Linked DNA regions of Gossypium hirsutum: region 1 is linked to region 2. A link is a contact called in public Hi-C data. All regions are on one chromosome and are shown on one strand. The core of a region is the stretch at or near the end of the contact, and the rest is flanking DNA. Distances in the headings are between cores, read along the strand shown.

Evidence for each region. A called contact is a pair of places that touch in the nucleus more often than the background predicts.
Region 1: a contact with region 2 is called in a Hi-C map of leaf, with 2.6 times the contacts expected there. The contact joins the promoter of LOC107943432 here to the promoter of LOC107957689 in region 2. A contact is called at or near these places in 10 of 34 Hi-C or Micro-C datasets (callus, hypocotyl and leaf).

The regions. Positions count from the first base shown.
Region 1 is chrA06:718,989-723,533 of Gossypium_hirsutum_v2.1, reverse strand. It overlaps LOC107943432 (bifunctional nuclease 1), which reads right to left and starts at 2,692. Exons shown (of 11, transcript XM_016877188.2): 1 at 2,594-2,692; 2 at 1,864-2,197; 3 at 1,309-1,479; 4 at 1,177-1,226; 5 at 1,027-1,083; 6 at 869-934; 7 at 675-749; 8 at 143-261; 9 at 1-43. The coding sequence starts at 2,170.
Region 2 is chrA06:589,139-593,770 of Gossypium_hirsutum_v2.1, reverse strand. LOC107957689 (ribosomal RNA small subunit methyltransferase I) reads left to right here and starts at 2,881. Exons shown (of 12, transcript XR_005928211.1): 1 at 2,881-3,147; 2 at 3,239-3,306; 3 at 4,104-4,200; 4 at 4,295-4,423; 5 at 4,515-4,623. It overlaps LOC107957691 (BEL1-like homeodomain protein 11), which reads left to right. Exons shown (of 4, transcript XM_016893242.2): 3 at 1,041-1,101; 4 at 1,190-1,742. The coding sequence ends at 1,312.

The DNA.
Region 1 (4,545 bases), core at 1,443-3,942, 130 kb before region 2:
AATGTTGAACTCCTCTGTGTCGAGACAATGCTGACCGCTTGGCCTGGAAATGTAAATTAAAGCATGTTACATTCTAACTGTTTGGAAACTGCAAGTGTAAGTGTGTTCTATTATCTCGATAAAAGAGCAAAAGCAATCTAACTGATCAAGTTCGGTGAATAATAAGCCGTCTGAAGCTGGGGACTGTGTTGACAGCTTCCCTGATTCGATTACGCGCATACCGTCACTGTATGCCAAGTACTTATTAACTTGTATAGGTACCTGCATAACACAAGCATTTGGTAAGAAAGAAAAAAGAAAGGGAATGGTAAAAGTACCATAGAAGCTCTTGTACTAGAAGTTAAATTGCATTTTTCCCCTCTTAAAAACGAGCAAATTAATCCCTATATATTTAGATCAAAGAGCAAATTAGTCCTTTCTATTAAAAATTCATCTATTTGTACTGTTAAAAGCTGTTGTGTTTGATGGAATAACCAGACAATGTACGTCAGCGTGACAAACAGGGACTAATTTTTAACAGAAAAACCAATTTGCTCTTTGTTCTAACATATAGGGACTAATTTACCCATTTTATGACTAGAGGGGGCAAAACGCAATCCGACTCCTACTACAGAGGCCTCCATGATACTTTTACCAAAAAGAAACTATACTAAAAAATAACGCGTAACGAGTACCTTGCACCTCACGGCAATGTTGATGGCATCAGAAGGCCGAAGGTCAAAACAGACAGACTCTGTCTCATCACCGACCTGTAAGAACATCATCCAACATGAGTCGATGAAGACTATACAAGAATATCCCCAAGTTAAATGTCACACGAATGTGCTAATAGTGGAACCAGAAGTTCAACATTGAAGTACATGTATACCTTGGTCAGATAAAGCTGTGCAAAATAGGCCTCGTGTACTCTTTTAGTAACTCGAACAAGCTTTACCTGCAAAAACCCGACATAAACATCATGAATTCACAATCAGATCTCAAATGAATGAAGATAAGTCCGAATATGGTGGCGGAAATGAACTGTACCGTGTAGCCCATCTTGTCAATCATGTTCTTCACTACTTGATACATAGTAGGTCTAGCCTGGAAATGATAGTCAAAACATATGTTAGCATTCATATTCAATACAAAACCGATTCCAATCCTAACTTAATGGGAGAGAAAGCAATAACATACAATTTGGACATTACGTAATGCTGCCATGAGCAACGCACTCGGCATCTCCACTGAAATTGAAATCAAACGTCAACAATAAAAGCTAATAAACAGAGCCAAAAGATAGAAGGATCAAGTTTCATGATCACATACAAACAATGATCGGGAGAAGAAGACCGGTCCCATCTTCCATCTTCAGAACAATAGCAGGATGTGGTGCATAATCCGGAAGATGACCACCTTGAGGATTGTTATGGACACATCTTAAATGCTTACCATCCCTCATTTTGATCATAAATCCATCAGCTCCGCTCCTCACCTCAACTACATATGAAACAGACATACATATCATATCATATCAACAATTATCCACATACAAAAAACCGATTCTATATCTGAATTCATAGAACAACATATCAACAATTCTCTACATATAAAACCCGAATCTATATCGAATTCGAAGAACAACATATCAACTATTCTCTACATATAAAACCTGAATCTATATCGAATTCAAAGATAGCAACGACAACAACATATCAACAATTCTCTACATACAAAACCCAAGTCTATATCGAATTCCATGACTGACAGCAGCAACAACAACACATCAACAATTCTCTACATATAAAACCCGAGTCCATATCGAATTCGAATATGACAATAACATCAAATACGAAGTAATTCATTAGCTTAAAAACCACATACCAGCTTCAACCACACTAGAATTAACATAATCTTCATTGTTTTCATTGAAATTCTCAGCCATACTTCCATTCCCATCGGAAGATGAACTAAAAATACACTGCACCGTGGTGTTAAACCTCCTCCGCCGTTTCAGGTGACCGGAAATGCCACGTGGCTTACCTTTTCCATCAACTATCCCTCTATATCCCCATATATCACTCTGATGCAATCTAGACCTCGGAAAAGGCCCATTAAACGGCAGCGTATAAACCCCAACTTGCTTGCTATCAACGGCGGGGCAAATCACCGGTCCTTGCAAACAAACCATCTTTCTTTTTGGTCCCTCTTTTAGAACCTACCCCACAATTTGAAACAAATAAAAATATCAAATATCAGATATTTTTTGTGTAAAGATCATATCTTTAAAGGGAAAAATAAAAACCCATCAAAGATCAACACTCAATTACAATAATTAAAGCATAAATTATTTTTTTAAATGAAAAAATTATAGATAAAAATCAAGACTCTTTAAGTGTTAGTATAGAGATGAAATTATCAAAAGGGTCGATTTTGATCAGCGATCAGAGCAAAGTTTTTAGAGAATTACGAATCTTTGGAAGTTGAAGGAAAGCTTGTGTTATGAAAGAAGCCTTTTTTGATGATCAAAATCAAAGAAAAACAAACGAAGGGAAAAAAGAAGGAAAATAAAAGAGAAAATCTAGAAAAATGGAAAGTAAGTAAATAAACCGACAAGTTAAGGATCAGACGAAGGAACGAGAGATAGGCAGAAGATAACAGATACTTTTCATAGAGGCTTGAAATTTTTTATTTCTATATTAGTCCCTGAATCTTGTGATTGTTCGTTTAAATTTTTTTCATTCGTGTTACTCCTTGAACTTGTCAATTATTTTCATATTTAGGGACGAATCTAGAAATTTTTTAGTGAGGGCCAGAATAAAATTATAAATTTTTGAGAAGTAAAAATATAATTTTATCATTTATTAATTTATGATTTCATTATTTCTAAAAGGATTAAATATTAATTTTTCATTTTTAGGAGTCAAAGTTCAATTTTACCATATATTAACTTAAAATTTCATTATTTAAGATGGATTAAATTAAATAATTTTCATTTTTGGGGGGCAAGGCCTCTGCTTGTCCCCTTAAATTCATCTCTACCCATATTGAGATTTGAATTTTATTTATCTAAGTTTAGAGATTAACTTGGACAAAAAAAAATTCAAGTCCCAGTGTGAACAACTGCTTACTTCATGTCTTAATATGAGAATAATTATCAAGTTCGGAGAATAACTTTGAAAAAAGAAAAATTTAAGTCCCAATGTAGGAACTACCGCCAAGTTCAACCCCAAAAAATGGATTAACCCTAAATTATTATATAGATATAGCTATGATAATCTAATAAAGTTTTGGATTCGAGTTTATATATATATATATATATAATAGAGCTTTTCCTTTTTATAAGATTATAGTTTATCTTGACTTTAGATTTAATCGAGATTCAATATGATTATTGTATATCAAAAGTTTAAAATATATATATTAATATTTTATTAAACTAATATATACTCTCTCTCTTTTTAATTTATTTCTTCTTTTATTTTAAAAAATTTAATCACTTTGGGTTAAAAATTAAAGTTCAATTCAGCACAATTTTAGTGGATTTTTGTTAAAATCAAATATGAGGCATTTTAATATTCCACGTATTGATTTAAAAATTAAAATCCAATTAATTTCACACATTCAAATTTAATAAAGTTATTATTAATTGGACTTCAATTTTTAAATCAAATAAGATAGAGGGATAAAATTTTTAGAGTTAAAAGTTACACGATTTATCTATTAATCATGTGGTCGAAGGTTCTATCATTGCTCATGAGAATAGAGTACATTTCATGGTCAACCATTTACCTCTTCGAGGAGCACCTGGGACAAGAGAATTAGTTACTGCTACAAATAGTGGATACTCTTGATTATGATAAAAAAGTATGGTTAAATTTTAAAAATTCGAAAGTAGAGGGTTTGAGAGTAAAATTAAACCATTAAAGAAGTATAAAGAAAATTTTAAGCTTACGTGGTTGGAGGACTTGAGTTAGGGTCTCAGATATTGCATCACTAAAATTAGGACCAAAATTTAACTTTTTGACTTTTAGATGGCAAATTGCTTCATCATGAATAGTGTTCTCCAAATGTCACTATTTATATATATATATTTTTAAGCACTATTTATTTATATTTATTTTCTCTAAACATGCTTTGCCAACCTTTCAAGCTGGTCCATAGCCATAGGTTCAGCAATAATTTAGCTTTTGGTTGCGATCAATGAAAAATTGAATCTCATAATTTCGGCATGAATGTGAATAAACATATTTTTTTTTCTCAGGATTCAGTAATTATATTGGATTTTTTAAAATTAAATTCGAGTTTGGTTGAATATTTAAATAGTGATAAAAAAATTTTAATATTATTTTTTTATTTATAAGATTTAAATTCGAGATCTTACTTAAAATAGATCGAGCTTTAATTTAACTCAACTAGTGTTTATCGAAAAAAAATATTTTTAAAATAAAATAATAGATTAAATATCACTTGATTAAGACCCAAAAAAATGCAAAAATATTTTCCTCTAATATTTTTGTTAATGAACATGATTTACATAATAAAAAAGAAAAGCAAAAAATATCT
Region 2 (4,632 bases), core at 1,632-4,131:
TGTAAGTTGAAAAAAGTCATTGTTACCTATTTGAATTGATTTAATATCAAATTTGAGCATAATAGACGACGGCCATAAAATTCAAAGGGGTAGGAAGTCATCTGTGAAGACGAAGCTAAGGAGCAGACAAGGGCCTTGACCCCCTGTCAAATGGAAAAAAATAATTTATAGTCCCCCTTAAGTACTGAATTTTCATTCTAAGCTTTTTAGTCATTTAAATAAATTGGAAAATTGCAATTTTAGCCCCTTTTAAAAATAAAAAATATAATTTAATCTTTTTTAATTTTTATCGTTGGCCCCTCAAAATTTTAAAGCAAGGTAGCTAGTACCACACTAATGGATGTAGCGTTTTTCTACTAGAATTGATATATATATATATAGGTATCAACATGTTCTGGCATATTGTTTCGGATTTATAACTTTTTAAAGAATATTTAGTGTAGGTATATTTTAATATTTAAAAATATTAAATAAATATTAAATATAAAATATTTATCAATTATACAAAATAGTCATTTGATGTTTTCACTAGTGCGAAAAGGGTCTTTTTGATGTTTTGTTTTAGCACTAGAACGATGCTCACCGACTGGAATGGTTGGAACCGATGCGGAACTGACCAACACGTTTTAAAGTTTTATCTTGTCTCCCCATTGACAAAATTTCTGGTTTCATCCGTGGTGATTTAGGCCCTTCAAATAGTAAATTTGCTTACTAAATCTATTAAAAAAATATAAAATTATAAATTAATATAATAAAATTACTTTTTTGACAGAATTTATAAATTATAACCTTGAAAGTATAATTAGACTGATTATAAAATATCAACAGTCTAAACTATCCAACCCAAGTCAATTTAAACTCGAATTAATCTGAATCAAAATGACTCGAATAAATAATCAAAATTAATTCAAACCCGTAATGAAACTATCGAAAAGTTTAAGCCTCAAACTCCAAAACAACTGCAAATACCCTAAACCTCAAATAACTTGATTAAGATTAATCATTACCTAAACCAATTTTGTTGTTTGGTGTTTTAACAGGTATCCAACAGACTCTGAGAAGCTAACGTTGTCATCACAAACAGGGTTGACCAAGAACCAAGTATTAATTCTTTTATAATCTTATTTAAACTTTACCCACAAATTTATCAATTTGTTTAAGCTTCAATTGATGTTGTTGTTAATTTCAGGTATCGAATTGGTTTATAAATGCTCGAGTTCGGCTATGGAAACCAATGATTGAAGAAATATACGAAAAGGAGCTTGCAGATTCTCCACAACACGTCTCTCATGATATTCTTATTGAGGGTTGATTCGAGCAGTGGGAAAAAAAATTCTGTTCTTTCTCATGATATGATTTGAGACTTAATTTTTGTTGAGGAATCGACTCTTTCGAGAGAAATTTTTAAAGTGTCGTCTATCGGATATTCAACCAATCCCTAAACAATCGAAAGTATTATCCCTTAATGGGGGTTTTATCTCCTGTACTGTGTCAAGAGTCAATGTTCCATGAGCAGTTGTCTAGTGGGCCTGATTCAAAGAGTTGAAGCATCTCTGTTAGTAGACTTGCAAGACTCAAGGTCTAAGGGAGAGGTGTTAGTATAGGACGTATAATAATCTAAAACTGAGTTAGACGTACAGAGAGTTGAACCACTAATTTGAGGCATATAAGTCACTTATCTGCAATCGCGATATCATTTGAGTTAAGTGTCTTCTAGGCCTTAGGTTGATGTTCGAGTCCTCTTATATGCAAGTAAGCTTTAATTATTACACATCGTGTACTAACATATCTTTTTAAGTTTTGTAAGTACACAAAATCAATGCACTCCCAACTTTGCGGCAAATATTTATTAAAAGTTTTCAAGCTTACTAAATCCAAATATTTAACGAATTCAAATATCTAATAAATAATTTAATTAATTATTAGATTACGACATAGCCATGATGTAGGTAAAAAAATTATGTAATAAACATATTTATTAAAAATTTATATTTGGTTGAAATAATAATTTTAAATGTTTAAAATGTATTGTGTCACTTGTTCAAATATCATTACGATTGTATTTGTATTGATTTTATATCAAAAAATAAACGACAAAACACTTGTATAATAACATAGCTTAAATAATACTTGGTTGACTCGTGAGAACTCAATTAAGGGTTTATTATAAGTATAAATAATAATGATTCAAATAGTAATACTCGAATTCAATATAATTTTAGAATCAAAACATATTTGTGAATTCAGATTTCATAAAAAAAAACATAATGATAAATAAATCCATTAACATTTACATTTTTTGTCAATTTGAACCTTATTCTTTTTTAAAGCTAAATTTGACCCCGACCTTTAAAAAAAATTAAATATGACTATCAACTTTTAAAGAAATTGGATTGTTGTTTTTTTAACAAAAATATTAACTAAAATGTTAAATTTTTTAAATATTGCAACCTCCATGACAACCCAAGTATAATTCATGCTTTTTTTTAATGTTTTAAAATTTTAATTTATTTTTTAATACTTTTATAAATTTTAAATTATTTGTTGACTATAACATATAAGACAAATAATGTCGTGTTAGTATGAAGTACACGTGGATTGTTATGAGAGTTGCCACACCGCCACTAAAAGATTAATATTTTAGTCAAAATTTTCGTTAAGAGAAAAAAAAATTAACTCCTTTTAAGAGGTTAATAGTCAAATTTAACTAAAAAAGGCATAATGATCAAATTGATAAAAACGTAAAAGTTAAGAGCTAAATTTATTATTATGCTTAAAAAAAAGTACAAAAGTAGAACAAATGGGCTTGTTGAAGGGCCATGTTGGGCTTTTAGGCCTAGTATTCAAATGCAAACTATTATTTGGATGGGCATTCGTTAAACTCAAAATTCTCGGAGGGATAAATCCTTATACTCTCTACTCAGTTAAGTGATAATGCTGCTCCGACGACTGCCTTCCACCGCTGTTTCCCTCGCAACCGCCGCTCTATCCCGGCGTTACACTTCTTACTTGTTCTCCTCTCAGCGACGCCTTCAATCCTTCAATTCCATCTCCTTTTACCCTACAATTAGCTTGCTTTCCTTTTGCTCGTCCTCCGAAATATCACCGGAATTTACCGACTTAATCGCCGATCAGTCCTCCAAACGCGTAAAAATTCCACTCCTTTTGACTTTTTATTTTAATATTGCTTTTCAAATTTATTTGGATTAATGTTTAATTCAGTTTTGGTTTCTTATAGGGACCTCTCAAACCTGGACTGTATCTCGTCGGAACACCTATTGGAAACCTTGAAGATATAACTTTACGGTAATTTATTTCTATTCTTTTAGTTTATTTTTATTATATATATATATGTATATTCCTGTGGATCTTGACCTGATGTAGGGGCGTAAATGAGATACATTGTGCTAGCAAGCTCGAGTTTGACTAAAAAAATCTTAAACTTGATTAGATAATTATCGAGCTGAGCTCAAGTTTGAGCTATCAATACAGCCGAATTTGAACTTAGTAATACTTCGCTCGAACTGTTTGCGAGTTATTGAGCTTAATTATTGAGCCAAGCTCGAGGTTGAATATGTACGAGCTTCTTGAATATAAAAATTAGTGAATGAGCTTAATCGGGCTCAAGACAGCTTGATTATATCTCGAGCTGAACTCAAGCTTAAAAATAAATGTTCGATCAAGCTTGAGCCGAGAATAGAGCTCCGAATTTCTAGTCAAGCTCCCTAGTATTTGGGATCGGCTCAGCTCGAGTACAATCTCTAACTTGAAATCGAAGACTGGAGCCAATCAATCTGAACTCAAACCCGAACCTGTCTAACATGAAGTCAAATGATTTGAACAAGTAACTCGAAAATACTAGAGCTTGAACTGAGCAAAACTTAAAATGATTCGAAGTTGTTGTTATCTGAACCAAAAATTTGAACCAGCCATAATCTAAAACGGCTCAAACTTAAAATTGATACAAAGACTTAAAAATTTTAAAACTCCAATCAATCTGAGCCAGATTGATCGATCCAAAATCAGATCGATCCAAAATCAACTTGACCCATCAAATCGATTAGCCTATAACTATCATGTTATTGGTGATTTCATCAATGCAGTGCTCTACGGGTGTTGAAATCAGCTGATGTCATACTATCGGAGGACACGCGACATTCTGGGAAGTTACTTCACTATTACAACATCAAAACACCTCTTGTAAGTGAGATCGAGCCAATTTTTTCCTTGATCAGTTTGGTCCCTTTTGTTACGTCTTTCAACAATTCTGATTGTGTGGGTTTTAGAATTTCAGCTAAGTTACCACAAATATAATGAATCTCAAAGAGAACACACAGTTTTAAAGAGGTTAAAGCAAGGGGAGATTGTAGCCTTGATCAGCGATGCTGGAATGCCTGGCATTAGTGATCCTGGTACGGAACTGGTTAGTTTTTGCATCCCTGTTGGCTGAATTCTATAGAATGCTTGGTCTTTGATTAAGAATGCAACTATTGATGTTTGGTATCGTTGTTTAGGCAAAGATATGTGTGGATGAAAACATTCCTGTGATTCCAATTCCTGGACCATCTGCCTTCTTAACTGCTCTTTCTGCCTCTGGGTTGTCCACTGATGAATTCACATTTGGTAACTCAT